Regions from separate parts of the Gossypium hirsutum genome. Here region 2 is linked to region 1. The links are chromatin contacts, called in public Hi-C maps. All regions are on one chromosome and are shown on one strand. The core of a region is the stretch at or near the end of the contact, and the rest is flanking DNA. Distances in the headings are between cores, read along the strand shown. Region 1 holds the start of LOC107914518. Region 2 has its middle 35 kb from the start of LOC107915856.

Region 1 (6,430 bases), core at 1,867-4,366:
AGGTTTGGATCGTGTTACCACATGTGTTCTCGTGGTATACCCTCGTTTCATGCCCAAGTCGCATAGTGTCTTATCATCTCATTTGGGTACTCAAGTTTTAGTATCTCCTGTTACACGTCTTAATTAGTCATCACGGTGTTCTCTTGCTTCTTCTTTTTCGGCTACTAGTCCGTTTACAGAGATTGGTGGTATTGCACATGATGATGGGTTTAGTTTGTGTTCACTTACACCTGAAGTTCTAACTCTTGTTGTTCTATTCTTTTATTACCGCTAGTTCTTCCCATCAATACTCATCATATGGTTACCTGGTCGAAAGTAGGTGTTTTTAAACCAAAGGTCTTGACTGTTGAGCTTGATGAACGTGAACCTTACAATATTGAAGAGGCCTTTGTTAGTAATGAATAGAGGAAAGTTGCTCACAAGGAATATGATGCCTTGATCTGCAACAATACTTGGACTTTAGTTCCATTACCTCTGGGTCGCAAAGCTATTGGCTGTAAGTGGATATTTAAGGTGAAATGCAATTCTGATGGTACCGTGGCTCGACGAAAGGGGAGATTAGTTGGAAAAAGGTGTTATCAAGTTTCTGGCTGTGATTTTTGGGAAACATTTAGTCCAATGGTTAAACTGACTACGATTCGTACTATTCTTTCTGTTGTTGTTACAAACCGCTAGCAGTTGCGTTAAATGGATGTGAACAACGCTTTTCTTAATGGTGATTTAACTGAAGAGGTATACATGCAACAACCTCTTGTTTTTTGTTTGAATAAAGTTTTGTATGGGTTATGATAGGCTCTAAAAGCGTGGTTTGACAAGTTGAAGACATTTCTTATTTCCATTGTGTTTGCGTTTTCTAAATCTGATGCTTCTTTGTTTGTTTGGGTTATCGACACATGTCGTATGTATGTATTGGTTTATGTGGATGATATAATTATTACTGGTAACTTAGATACAAAAATTGATGAGTTTGTTAGTATGATGCATATTGAGTTTTCACACAAAGATATAAGATTTCTTTATTATTTCTTAGGCACTAAAGTTGCTCATCTCGATAGTGGTGGGCTACATCTAAGTCAGTGGAAGTATGTACTTAATTTGCTAGAGAGATGCCGTATGGAGAATGCAAAAGGAGGTTCTATGCCTATGGTTAGTTCTTGTTAGTTGTCTAAACATATGAGAGGATCACTTGAAAATCTGCATGAGTATCGAAGCATTGCTAGGGAATTACAATATGTGGTTCTCACTTATCCTGACATTGCTTATGCTGTCAACCACATTTGTCAGTTCATGCATGCCCTAACTGATGTTCATTATGTTGCGACTAAACAAATTTTGCATTATCTTTATAACACTATTGATTATGGTATACAAATACAACCTTTTGACAAGTTATCTTTGGTTGTATATGCTGATGCGAATTGGGGTCTTGATTTTGATGATTGTCGATCCACAACTGGGTATTGTGTGTTTTTTGGTAGTAATATCGTCTCTTAGTGTTCTAAAAAGCAGCAAGTTGTGTCTTGATGATAACAAAAGCCGAATATAGGAGTATTGCTGCTACTGCTGATGTTACATGGCTTGAGTCATTGTTGAGTGAGCTTCGCATGGTTTCAAATGACAAATCTGCTATTTGGTGTGACAATTCAAATGTCATTGCTGTTTTAGCCAATTCAGTTCTTTATTTGAAATTCAAACACGTCGAGCTTGATTTGTTCTTTGCTCGTGAGAAAGTTGCTTACGAAAGAATTGTTGTAAGTGAAGTTCCAGTGCCTTGATCAAGTTGCTGACATACTTACCAAGTCGTATCCTCCACATTTTTTTTCAATTGTAGAGTAAACTTGGTGTTACAAGACGTGAGTGATGGGTGAATATTAGAGTAACTAAGAGTCAGTTGGAGTAGTTAGTTTGATTAGAAGTTAGTCTGCTTAGGATTTGTTAGCAGTAGTTGCTGCTATTCTTCTTTGTATAAAGCATGTTATTCATAGTTTGAGCAGTACTAAATATGCTATTCTTCTTTGTATAAAGCATGTTCTAAAAAGCATGGACTAAATATGTTATTCAATTAATAGAAGGTTGTTATGCTCAAGTAGGTCCCTCATCGTCTTGAGGGCATGTTTACACTTAAAAGAATGTTCATCCTTAAAGCAGGTGCCTGGCCATTTTCAAGGGAATGAAGGGTTGGTACTCCTTTGATCCTGGCAAATGGTCCAACTAAACCTCTTTTCAAGTTGAGTCAACGTGAAGGTCAACATTTTGAGTTGCTGATTATGTGTCCTTTTATAAACAACTATAATTAAATTAAGGCCTTAATGGTGAAATGAAGATTGAATTACTTGAATACAAATAAATTTAAATAAATTGTTGAAGCTTTACATGGATGAGACTAATTTAACTCAAATTAATTTACTCGCATATAATTTACGTATACATAATTTGAACTTAAAATTTTAAAATTTCTAAAAGTTGAAAGTTTTCGTTAAGCCAAGATTTTGAATTTAAGATTTGAATAACTTAAATTCAAATAAATTATTGGTGATATCAAATTTTAATTAAAAATTAATAAATCGATCACTTTTCAAAATAAAATTCGAAATTTGTAATTATTATACTAAGAATCCATTTTTCAAATTGTCAAAAAGGTTATAAATTTCTTATGTTAATCCAATATTACCTGATATATATATATATATATGAATTAAGATATGAATGATTAGATGGAATAAATACATTATAATTTAAATAAAAATATTGCCCAATTAGATCTTTTACAAAGAAGACTTCAATAAGTCTATAAAACTAAGCATAATTTAAATAAATGGATAAATATATTTAGTACATTTGAATTCATATTTTTCTACACTTATAGTAGTATCGATACGAGTTAAATTAAAATTGAGTCGATTGTTAAAAATAATTTATGTAAAATTTCACTCACCATCTAAAATCTTGTGAGCCATTTAATTGAATTTTCAAATCAACCCCTCCTTTAATTTTAAAAAAATACTTTAAAAATTAAAACTCCCCACAAAAACGAGAGTACCAAATTGGTAGGCCCAATTTCAGATGAGAAAAATGAAATTAGCCTTATAGTCCAAGCCCACTACTATATAAACGATAATTTGGGGAGTTTAAGTGAGTTGGTTGCATGGATACCAGAAAAATGGAAATGCTCACCCCTTTCGCACCTTCACCCCACCACTCTTATTCCTTTTCCAAATCTTTGATCTTTCCCCCCAGGTTTCATCCCCTCTCTCCCTCCCTCCCCGTCCGCCTCCGTTCCTTTTCCCCTACCCGCCCTCCACGTTGTCTCTCTGCCGGCTCCCCTCCACCTTCTCCGCCTGACTCTGACCCCCCAGGTTTCCACCTTTTTTTCTCTTTTTTTTTTTTAACTTTTGCTGATTGTGTGTTCATGCGATTGGAGTTGGATTTGGATTAATTTCTTTGATTTTTTCTTGTGTGTGTGAATAATTATGGAAAATTTAGACTTTGGATATTTTCCGCTCATATTTTGTCTTTTCTTTCTAGTTGTCAAGTTGTTTTCTTTTCTTCTTCCTTTAAAATTCAGTCTTGAAATTGCAAATATGTTAGTTGTAAGTTCAGAAGCTTAGTGTAGCAATTAATAGTTGCTTTCTCTCTTTATTTTCTTTTTTCTGGATTAAGAATCAAAAAAGGAAAAGAAAATTTTAGATTACCAGTAACATTTCTGGCTCTTCAAAAGTGGATGAGTGTTTTGTTTGTTACTGTTTTCCATAATTAACACCCAAGTGAACATAGTAGATTAGTAGTGTATTTTTTAACAAGAACTGGTACTTAATTTTACACATCATCCGTTAATGCATCATTGGAGTAAAAGCAACTGTTTAGAACCATTGTTACTTGGAATGCGGATTGGTCTGGTACGAGGAATGAAAACTAGAACCAATTCACAATTCGATAGGGCAGTCTTCTTTGTTTCCTTAGTAGGAACGAAATATGATTTATTGAATGTAAAACTTTTCTTTTGGGAATTTTTATATAGTTTTGTGTTATCATAAGTAAAATTTGAAGCTTGTGATTTGTTTCTTTTATTCGATGATTTTTATAATAGATTATATGTTAATGGGATCACGAATGTGTGTACCAATTTGAAAGTTGCTATGGAGATGGTGATTTTTGGTGATAGAGATCAGAAATATCTGTCGTGACAATGTAATGCTACCAAAGGGCGGTATTAAAAGACCCATATTTTTTTCATTGCATATAATTAGCTAAATTTGACTCTTTCTTGTTTGCTTGTTGTATTTGAAGTCAAGATTCCATTGAAACTGCTTTGAAGGCAACCAGTTCTGGTATTCTTATGATCCTTTTGTCTGTGGAACAGGATTAGAGGGAAAGTTGTCTAGATTTCAGGATCGTGCACGGATCTTCTTTGCTGTTCTTTTCTGGATGTCTCTGTTTTTCTGGTCTTCTTCATGGGATGGGAGGAATACTGGTAAACCTAACAAAGGATCTCGATTTAGAAGATAACCTAGTAAGAAATTTGGTTCTGTATATAAATATCAGACTCAGATAGATTAGTACCAGAAATACGCGAAGAAAATTAAAATATAGGTAAAGAACTTGTACTTTGTTTTCTTTCATTTCCAATTAGCTTTTGTTATATTAGGGAAACATATTCTTGTAACATCTTATGGAATCAAATATCAAGGTTTTCCATTTACCTTCTGGGAGGTAGATAAAAGTGAGATGCCACACAATGTAATCGTTCCTAATTACATATGTTTGTCATGGATAGGTAATTATTGTAATTAGTGAGTCCCATCGAATTGAGTATAATTGTAGCACCCCAATTACTTGCTTCATTTCTTAGGAGATGCTGAGAATTGGAGGAACTATGCAAGTAATTAGTCTTGATGACTTTCATACTTTAGCTTTTTTATTTCTTTAAGATGTAGTTACACTCTACTAGCCAAACACATATAGAGAGTTATAATTCTTTGTAATTACAAGAGGGTGTTATTACTACTGTAGTAATAACACTTTCTTGCAATCACTCTATGGTGTCACAACACACCTTTAACTTGCTTTTTTTGTTGCCTACATTCATAGTTAACTCTTTTTTGTCTAGTACCTAATTAGATATCATTAGAGTAATTTGATACTACCAGTCGGCTACGTTTTGAATGCATGAATTGCATGTTTATCACTACTTGTTCCCTTCTGTGCATGGTTTAGATGCTAGCCAATTAGATTATGATTGAGGTTTTATTTCTTCTATTTGTTGGATTATTGATTAGCGAACAAGGTCATGAATTATGACATAAGGGCATTTCTTAACAAGGGTGTGGGTTCTCTTTATGATACAAAGATTGATAACCTATGTTTTTGCAGTGATTTTGTATATTAAAGCCTCTAACAGATTATATTATTCTTTTTCAATTCCTGCACTTTGTCTATGTTAACCTGATAAATCACTAACAACCAAGGTCATGAACTGTGACATTTGAATCTTTGTGGTATGTATATTGGTGTGAATTTGGGAGAGGTCATATATATTCACCCTTGGTGGTTCTCAGGCCATGATAGTGTAAGTTTAAATGTCACAGGTATCCAATATTTGATAAAATGGCCATATTAGACAGGTATGTAACGTAAAAGAATGCTGCATGTTTCTAACTGGGTTTTTCTTTAAAAATATTGTTCTCTTGTATGATATTACAGTATCGCTGCTAATTAGTTGATGATTTTGAGCATCAATAAGGCCCAAATTCTGTAGTAGCTTCATCAAAGAAGGTAAAGCTTGGCTTAGTGTGACTGTGAATTTGGAGAATTAGCTTCCATTTTAGTCTATGTAAAAGATGGATTCAACTTAGTTGGCACTATATGGAAGCAGGTTTAAATTTTCTTCAGTAATCAGAAATAGGCAGAGATATGAGAAGTTATGGAAGTGAAAACATGGTGAAGTGGCAGTATGATGTCCACAACGTGATTTGGGAGTATTATCAGGGAAAAAATAGCTGGTTTTCCATGGTTGAGATTTGTGGCTTCTATTTGCCTTTCAACTTACAAAGTATCTTAACCAAAATGCTTGGTTAAAATCAATGGCTGACAGTCTTTTATCCATGCATGGGAACGAAATTATATATAAGATCATTATTTGATACATTACTGAAAGAGTTTTTAGGAGGTAATAAAAAAAATTATAAGAATAAAAATAACCTTTTAAGAATAAAGATACCATATTTTAAAAAAAAAAATGTGATTAAAATAATTTAAATTTTCGACAATTTTTTAACAATTATTTTAAATATTTAAAAAAAAGGTACTAGTAATTTTAATTTCTTAATTTTTTATATTTTAAAAATATTTTGATTCCATATTTTTAACCTTTTGATTTCTTAAAATAATTTCTAATTTTTTTCCCCAAAAAACTCCAGATATTGGATAAGGC
Region 2 (7,095 bases), core at 496-2,995, 130 kb after region 1:
AAAATAAAAATATGATTAAACTCATCCATTCCAACTCATTCTTCTTCATGTTCTTTTCTTCTCTGAATACCCGTTCATGCCTTCTTATTTTTTCCAGTTTGTGAAACTAATGCCTAATAATTTAAGCCAAAATTAGGGAAAAAATATAGACCAAGTAATAACATCATTGCTAGATTAAATTCATTCTCTTCTTCAGTGTAATTTCTGAAACTAGAATCTGTATCTTCTTTTAACTTCCTTGAGAATCCCCATATCTTCTTTTCAACTTTTTCATCTCACTTTCTTTAAACACAACCCTTAAAAGTCACCTAACACCTTTTCAATTTGCTCTTATTTTTATTTTAGATTCAAAATAACAGCCGACCACCATGGATGTAAGTTGTGTTTCTCTTCTTGTTTGAATTTCTTCTTTAAAGCTAAATCTAAGGTGGGATTTTTCTTGTTTTGCCTGTTTAACTAGGATTATAATTGCAAGAGAAGTGGGCAAATTCCAGCATTTGGAGACTGGGATCATGCAAATGAATTGCCCATAACTCAGTACTTTAAATCTGCTCGTGAAGCTGGTTTGATTCGTTTCAGCTCTTCATCAGCAAAACCCAAACATTATCTTACTGTTGATTTGAAAACCAAACATCCTCGTAATCATGTTCCTGTTAGAAAGGTTAGCTAGCTCTTCTTCTTCTTCTAAGAATCTTGCTGAATTTGAGATAAGAGAATGAATGGGGTTTGGTATAATATTTAGGGTATTATTGTCTTCTAAAAATGTCTACTGCCCTACTGGAACTTTTACCGGTCAGCTTAAAGCTGTCCAGTGCAGTAGAAACTCCTCACTGTGCTGGAAGCCAACACATTCAAAGGCTGTCCAGAGTCCAGTCCAGTGCAATGAGATTGATAATAAAGGGGAAAAAATTCAACGCACTGTTGTGCGTTGGCATCCAAAGGAGCCATTAGTGTAAAAACAGCGGTGGCGGTGAGATTAGATACTGTAACGATACTGTAGCGTGAGACAAAAAGTAAGCTAAACGCACCGCACCGCACCCAATCGCCCATCCAAACCCACTCTTAAACTCTTCAACTTTACGATTACAATCAAAACAATTACTCATGTATAAATTAAAGACTAAAATTATATCAACCACTATTGCCGACTACCATGATACAAATACTCTAATTCTTAAACATATCCACCTTAGCATTCGAGTTAAAACACAAAATGCAATAATCAATTTACTTTGTAATAAAATATAAAAAAGAATTATTATTATTGTAGTTGCTGCTGCCGTTTTGACTTGACCCATATTGAATTTTACTGCAGGCTCTTGGATTCTTTTTAATAGCGGAATCTAAATGTGATGGAAATGATAATAAAAGTTAAAGTTGGGGAAATGGGTTACTGGCTCTTTGCTTGTCCTCAATGGTTAAGTGCTTTTCACTTATCCTTGACAAGGATCGAGAGCCGGTAAGCATAGGAAATCAAAGAAAACCAAAACCAAAATTAAAATACGAAATGAGGTATTCTAAAATACCTTTTTATTTTATTTAAAAAATAAAGGAAAATGAAAAAAAATCATTTATATAAATTGAAGTAAAAATCCATTTTGTTTTCTTTAAAAAGTAAACAAAAAAATGAAAAAGAAATCATTTATGAGAACTCAAGGAAAAATCCATTTTGATAGGAGTAAATGTGTGAAATTGTTGCCATAGGCTCATGCCCAACCTGATGTATTTTGGGCCATGGCCTGTAGTCTTTTTAGGGGTGAGCCAATAATTGGTTTATTCTCTTATATTTAACCCCCCATCATTCTATTATAATTGGTTTTATCCGTGAAGTTGGTTAGTCGATTTATTTAAAATAATTAAAAAATTAATGTCTTGTAAGTTGTAAGTATGAAAAGTTCATAAGAAGAATTTAAAAAATAATAATAATTAAGCTATTCGACTTAATTCGCACCCAATTGAATCATTATCGCTCAAAAATTTAATTAAACCCTTCTACTAATAATTTTTGTATTTGTCTTTGTTGGCCATTAAAATCAGCTAATGGACACACAGAAGCACTAGATTTAATCTTTCATTTTTTTAATATAAAAATTATAAAAATATGGTAAAATTGTAAAGCTTATAAAAATTATTTAAAATTTATCCAATTATAGGAAATTATAAAAGAAACTTATAAAAATTACAAATATACATTAAGATTTTAATAATTATTGAAAAAATATTAAAGTTTTAAGAAATTATAAATTTATTATAAAAATTTATAAAAACTTTTGATTTTTAAACTATTTAGGGTAATGACTAAGAGGGTGGTCGGAGATGCAGGCTTGATCTTGCTACGATGTGGCTGGCTTTGGTTGTGGCAGTGGGCCGAAACGATGGCCTAGGTTGCTCTATGGTGATTGCTGATACTTTGAGAAGCAAGGGTGGAGCAGCTGGTGTGTGTTAGTGTAACATAATGGCAGCATTAGGACTCAAGCGGGACCAAGGGTGGACAAGGAAGGGTAGTGGGGAGAGTGCAGTGGTTTATGTAAAATATGAAATTTAAAATATAGACTTGGATAAAATTTAAGACTTGTTTTCTATATAGGTTGAGCCTTGGACAAAAATTTTTTACCTGAGCCTGACCCAAATATTATTATATAAAATTATATATGTTTAATTTATATTAAATCACTAATTCAAAAACAATTAAATTCATTATCTAAAACCTAAAGTAACACTCTAAACCCGACCTATGCCAGTCAACTAGCTTACCATTAAAAATGGTTTATGTAAACTCAACCCAATTTAAAATGCAATTAATAAACTAAACAAAAAACTTAATTCTAAAATTTGCCAACCAGCTTACCATTTCAGTCACAGAATGCATAACAAAATTTTCTTCGTAATAAAAATGTAATTGTTGCCATGTACCCATTATGGGTTATAATATAAAATCTATAAAACATATCACTGGCTCACTCCTTGTTCTCAATGGTTAGGTGTTAATCTTTATCACTTAACCATGGGCAAGGTTCGAGAGTTGGTAAACTCAGGGACTAATGGAAGCAAAACAATTAACCTTTATTTCATAAGAGGTATTCTAAAATACCTTTTCTTTTCCTTCCTAGAACTCAATGAAAAGTCATTTTGATACTAGTGTGTCTGAAGGCTCTCAAATCTCGCCATAGGCTCATGCCCAACGAGATGTGTTTTGGGCCAACACTTGCAAAGGTTATAATCTATCATGGTTATTTTGAAGGACTTAAAAAGGAGATTCCTATTTTATTTAGGTAAATTATATTTAATGTCACTAAATTATTAGTAAATTTTTTTATAGTAAAAATGACTTTAAGCAATGTTTCTAAATTGTTTTGAAGGAATTAAGGAGATTCATATTTTATTTATGTTTTGGTTATTCAATTTTAAAAAATTTAAAAATAGTCGTTAAATTATTCAAAAATTTTCATTCAAGCTACCGGTTGTTAAAATCGTTGCTATACAACCCTTTATGCTCGAACCGCCTACACCAATCAAAAGCTCTCTTTCCCTTCTTTTCTACAATTCAATTTTTTTCATGAAACAATTTTGAATGTCACAAATTTGTAGACCAAAATCCAAACAACTTTCTTTTTCAATCTCCAACATTGATCGTCAGATCGACTTGGATCTAAAGTTTATTTTTCTATTCGTCGATGGGTACTAATCCATTATACCGATCGTCGAATCGTCGTTTGGAGCCCACTAGCCAGGCTTTTGAAAAACAAAAACTTAATAGCGTAGTAACTTAAATGAAAACTTTTGTATAGTTTAGTGATCATTTTGTAATTTTTTGAAGTTAAGCGACCAAAACTTAAACTTACTACTAGTTTAGGGACATTGTTGTAGTTTACCCTCTTATTTAATAATAGTGTTTCTTTTTAAGTAAAAAATCGAGGCAAAAAATATACTAAAAAACAAATCCAACAACCCCAATAAAATACAAGTCTGACTTTTCAGTCATTTGGGGAACAAACAAACAGCTATAAAGAAAGAAGTAATTAATAGGAAATATAAAACAGAAACCAAAACAAAAGAAGAAAATTGCCTCGGAGCAGAGGAAAATGAATCATCAATAGAAGGAGACCTTCCATCTTCTCCTCTAGATAGAAATCATCCAAACCCAGAACTCCGATAGTCTTCCAGTCAAGAGGTCACAAGCAATCGTAGAATCAAGTCCCTTCAGGAATCTGCAATGACCGACGGTCATTTTCAACCATCTCAGCTTAGCAGCTTCATGAGGTACATCTTCAACCCAAAAATGAGAGTTTCCCAGCTTAAACCCATTTTTAGCAATTGTATGGGCAACAGTATTTGAATCTCGATCTGCATGTTGAAATAAAACAGAAATAAAATAAGGGACATCACTCTAATATCTTCAGTAAAAATTCCAATAACAGATCTATCTGTAATCCCTCTACGAGCCTTCATTATAGTCATTCTAGAGTCCCCCTCAATCACCACCTGTGAGAACCCCGTGTCCTTAGCAAAGGTTAAGACTTGGAGACAAGCCAAAGCCTCTGCTGAAAAAGCATCTACAACGTTACTATTCAGAATCGACCCACTTTCCATAATCGGCCCTAAATCATTTCTGATGACGAAACTTGAACACGACTGATGTAGATTTTGCTTAAACGCTGCATCAAAATTAATCTTTACAATCGCTTTTTCAGAAGGCAACCACTTGGACAACATGGTTCTCTGCATTTCAGGTAATCTCTCTTTAATCAATGAACTCTCCATTATAAAACTCTTAATTTTGTTCTTATCTCCTGAACTGATTGTTGTTTACCCTCCATTACAAATTTATTGCGAGCATGCCACAACATCCACATTGTAGTCAGAATTTTACTACAACCAATAACATCATTCGTCTGAAAAATGTAAGCCATCCCATACCATAAACTATCACAAGAAGGATCTGTGACCCATTGTAAACCCAATTGACTCTATACTTCATTCGCAGGTCCACACTTCAGAATGACATGCATGGTTGATTCTAGAGACAAACCACACCTTGGACATAAAGGAGAAAACGCAATTCGCCTATTGTATAGAATATAGCCAGTAGGGATCATATTGTGTAAAAGTCTCCAAATAGTGATTTTAATTTTAGAAGGGATGTCTAAAAGCCATAATTTTTTTTTAAATTGCACTATAATCTTGGGAGCTTTCCTCTGTATTTTGATGGTCGATGAGGGTCCTATAACCACTACGGATAAAATAATCACTAGAGCTATCACCCCTCCAAACAATCATGTCTTCATCAATCGGGCGGGACAGAAGGATACACTTGATAGCCTCAACTTCCTCCACAGTAAACACACAGGTAATGGCTTCCTCTTTCCAAGTTTTTGAATTGTGATCTAATAAGTTTGCTACCATAAAAATTGTATCATTAACCACCATGTTACGAATTCCCCCCGCCTAAATAGGAAGCCAACTATCTCTCCATATCGAGATATTAGTACCCGAACCCACTCTCCAACCCACACCATCCTCCAAAACCTTTCTAGCTGCAAAAATACTACACCATACATACGATGGGGTTGTTCCCAAATGAGCAGACCAGAAACTTGTATGCGAGAAGTATTTAGCTTTAAAGATACGGGCAACTAACGAATCAGGTTTAACTATAAACTGCCAACCCTATTTTGCCAAAAGGGCGATATTGATCTTACAGAGGTCACGAAAACCCATTCCCCCTTGATCCTTAGGTTTACTTAATTCAAACCAATTACACAAATGCATACCCTTACGAGTAGCACTTTTCTACCACCAAAACCTATTTATAATTCTTTCTAACTCATGACAAAGAGTTTTGGGAAGTAAAAAGCAAGACATAGAATAGATAGGCAAAGCTTGTAATATCGACTTAATATAAACCTCTTTCCCTCCCTGGGAGAGATAGCGATTAGCCTAAATATTAATTTTAGTGCGCATCCTGTCAAAGAGATGAGAGAAAGCTTCTTTTTTTCTTATTCCAACCAGTGCTGGAAGCCCCAAATATCGTTCCACATTGATAGGTCGTCTCACACCCAACTGATTAATAATCCGAATACACATTTCTTCTTCCACATTTGTACTGAAAAAAATGACAAATTTCTCAAAATTTACTTATTGACCCGAAGTCCTTTCGTATTTCTCAAGAATACTTTTAATCACCTGACTCCCTCTTTCTGTAGCGTCACTAAAAACAATGTTATCGTCTGCGAAGAAAAGGTGTGTTACTGAAGGGCTACCTCGACAAACCTTTGCACCCGCCAGAACATCATCCATTTTGGCTAACGTCAATAATGTCAAAAAACCTTCCCTACAGATCAAAGATAAATATGGACTAATAGGGTCTCCTTGATGTAAACCTCTGCTAGGATAAAAGATCTCACTTAGTCCATCATTAACCATGACCGAATACGGCACGAAGGAAATGCAGTGCATTATTAGTTCAACCCATCTGGCATCAAAACCCATTCTAAGCATCATACCTTCAATAAATCCCCACTCGACCCTATTGTAGGCCTTGCTTATATCGAGCTTTAATACAAATGAGCCTTTTTTCCCCAATCTCTTCTTAAGAGTATGCATTAATTCATATGTCACTAAGACATTGACAGAAATTAGATGTCCCGACACAAAAGCTCCTTGAGCTTTTGTCAACACAGTCCTCCAAAACTGTCTTAAGTTGATTAGCCAGAACCTTCGAAATAACTTTGTACAAGACAGAGCACAAACTAATAAGACGAAATGATGACATTGAGTCCACCCCATTAATTTTTTGGATTAAAACTGTCTTCGTGAAATTCACCTCTTCCAACGATATCTCTCAATTAAAAGCTTTGAGACAGAAGTGAGTAACATCTTTACCAATTAAATGTCAAAAATGCTGATAAAAAATGGTTGGGAAACTGTCATAACCCAGCGCCTTAGTCGGCCCCATTTCCTTCATAGCAGTTTTAATTTCTTCTTCTTTAAACTCTGCTAGTAAAAAAATATTCATATTTTGATCCACTCTAGAATTAACACCTTCGTAAATCTCATCGGCCCTGATATTCCCTGAACGGGTAAAAATATTTTTAA

Evidence for each region. A called contact is a pair of places that touch in the nucleus more often than the background predicts.
Region 2: a contact with region 1 is called in a Hi-C map of hypocotyl, with 5 times the contacts expected there. The contact joins the enhancer-like site here to the promoter of LOC107914518 in region 1. A contact is called at or near these places in 12 of 34 Hi-C or Micro-C datasets (anther, callus, hypocotyl and 1 more).

Annotation. Positions count from the first base shown.
Region 1 is chrD10:9,151,253-9,157,682 of Gossypium_hirsutum_v2.1, forward strand. LOC107914518 reads left to right here and starts at 3,117. Exons shown (of 2, transcript XM_016843458.2): 1 at 3,117-3,356; 2 at 4,361-4,699. The coding sequence starts at 3,146. The coding sequence ends at 4,506.
Region 2 is chrD10:9,279,351-9,286,445 of Gossypium_hirsutum_v2.1, forward strand. No RefSeq gene overlaps it. Among protein-coding and RNA genes, the nearest start is that of LOC107915856, 35 kb to the left of the region's middle. Within about 2 kb of position 1,746, at least 4 of the 9 cell types and tissues checked have an H3K27ac peak or open chromatin away from gene starts, as enhancers often do. A contact at or near this core is called in hypocotyl and leaf, where this site is marked.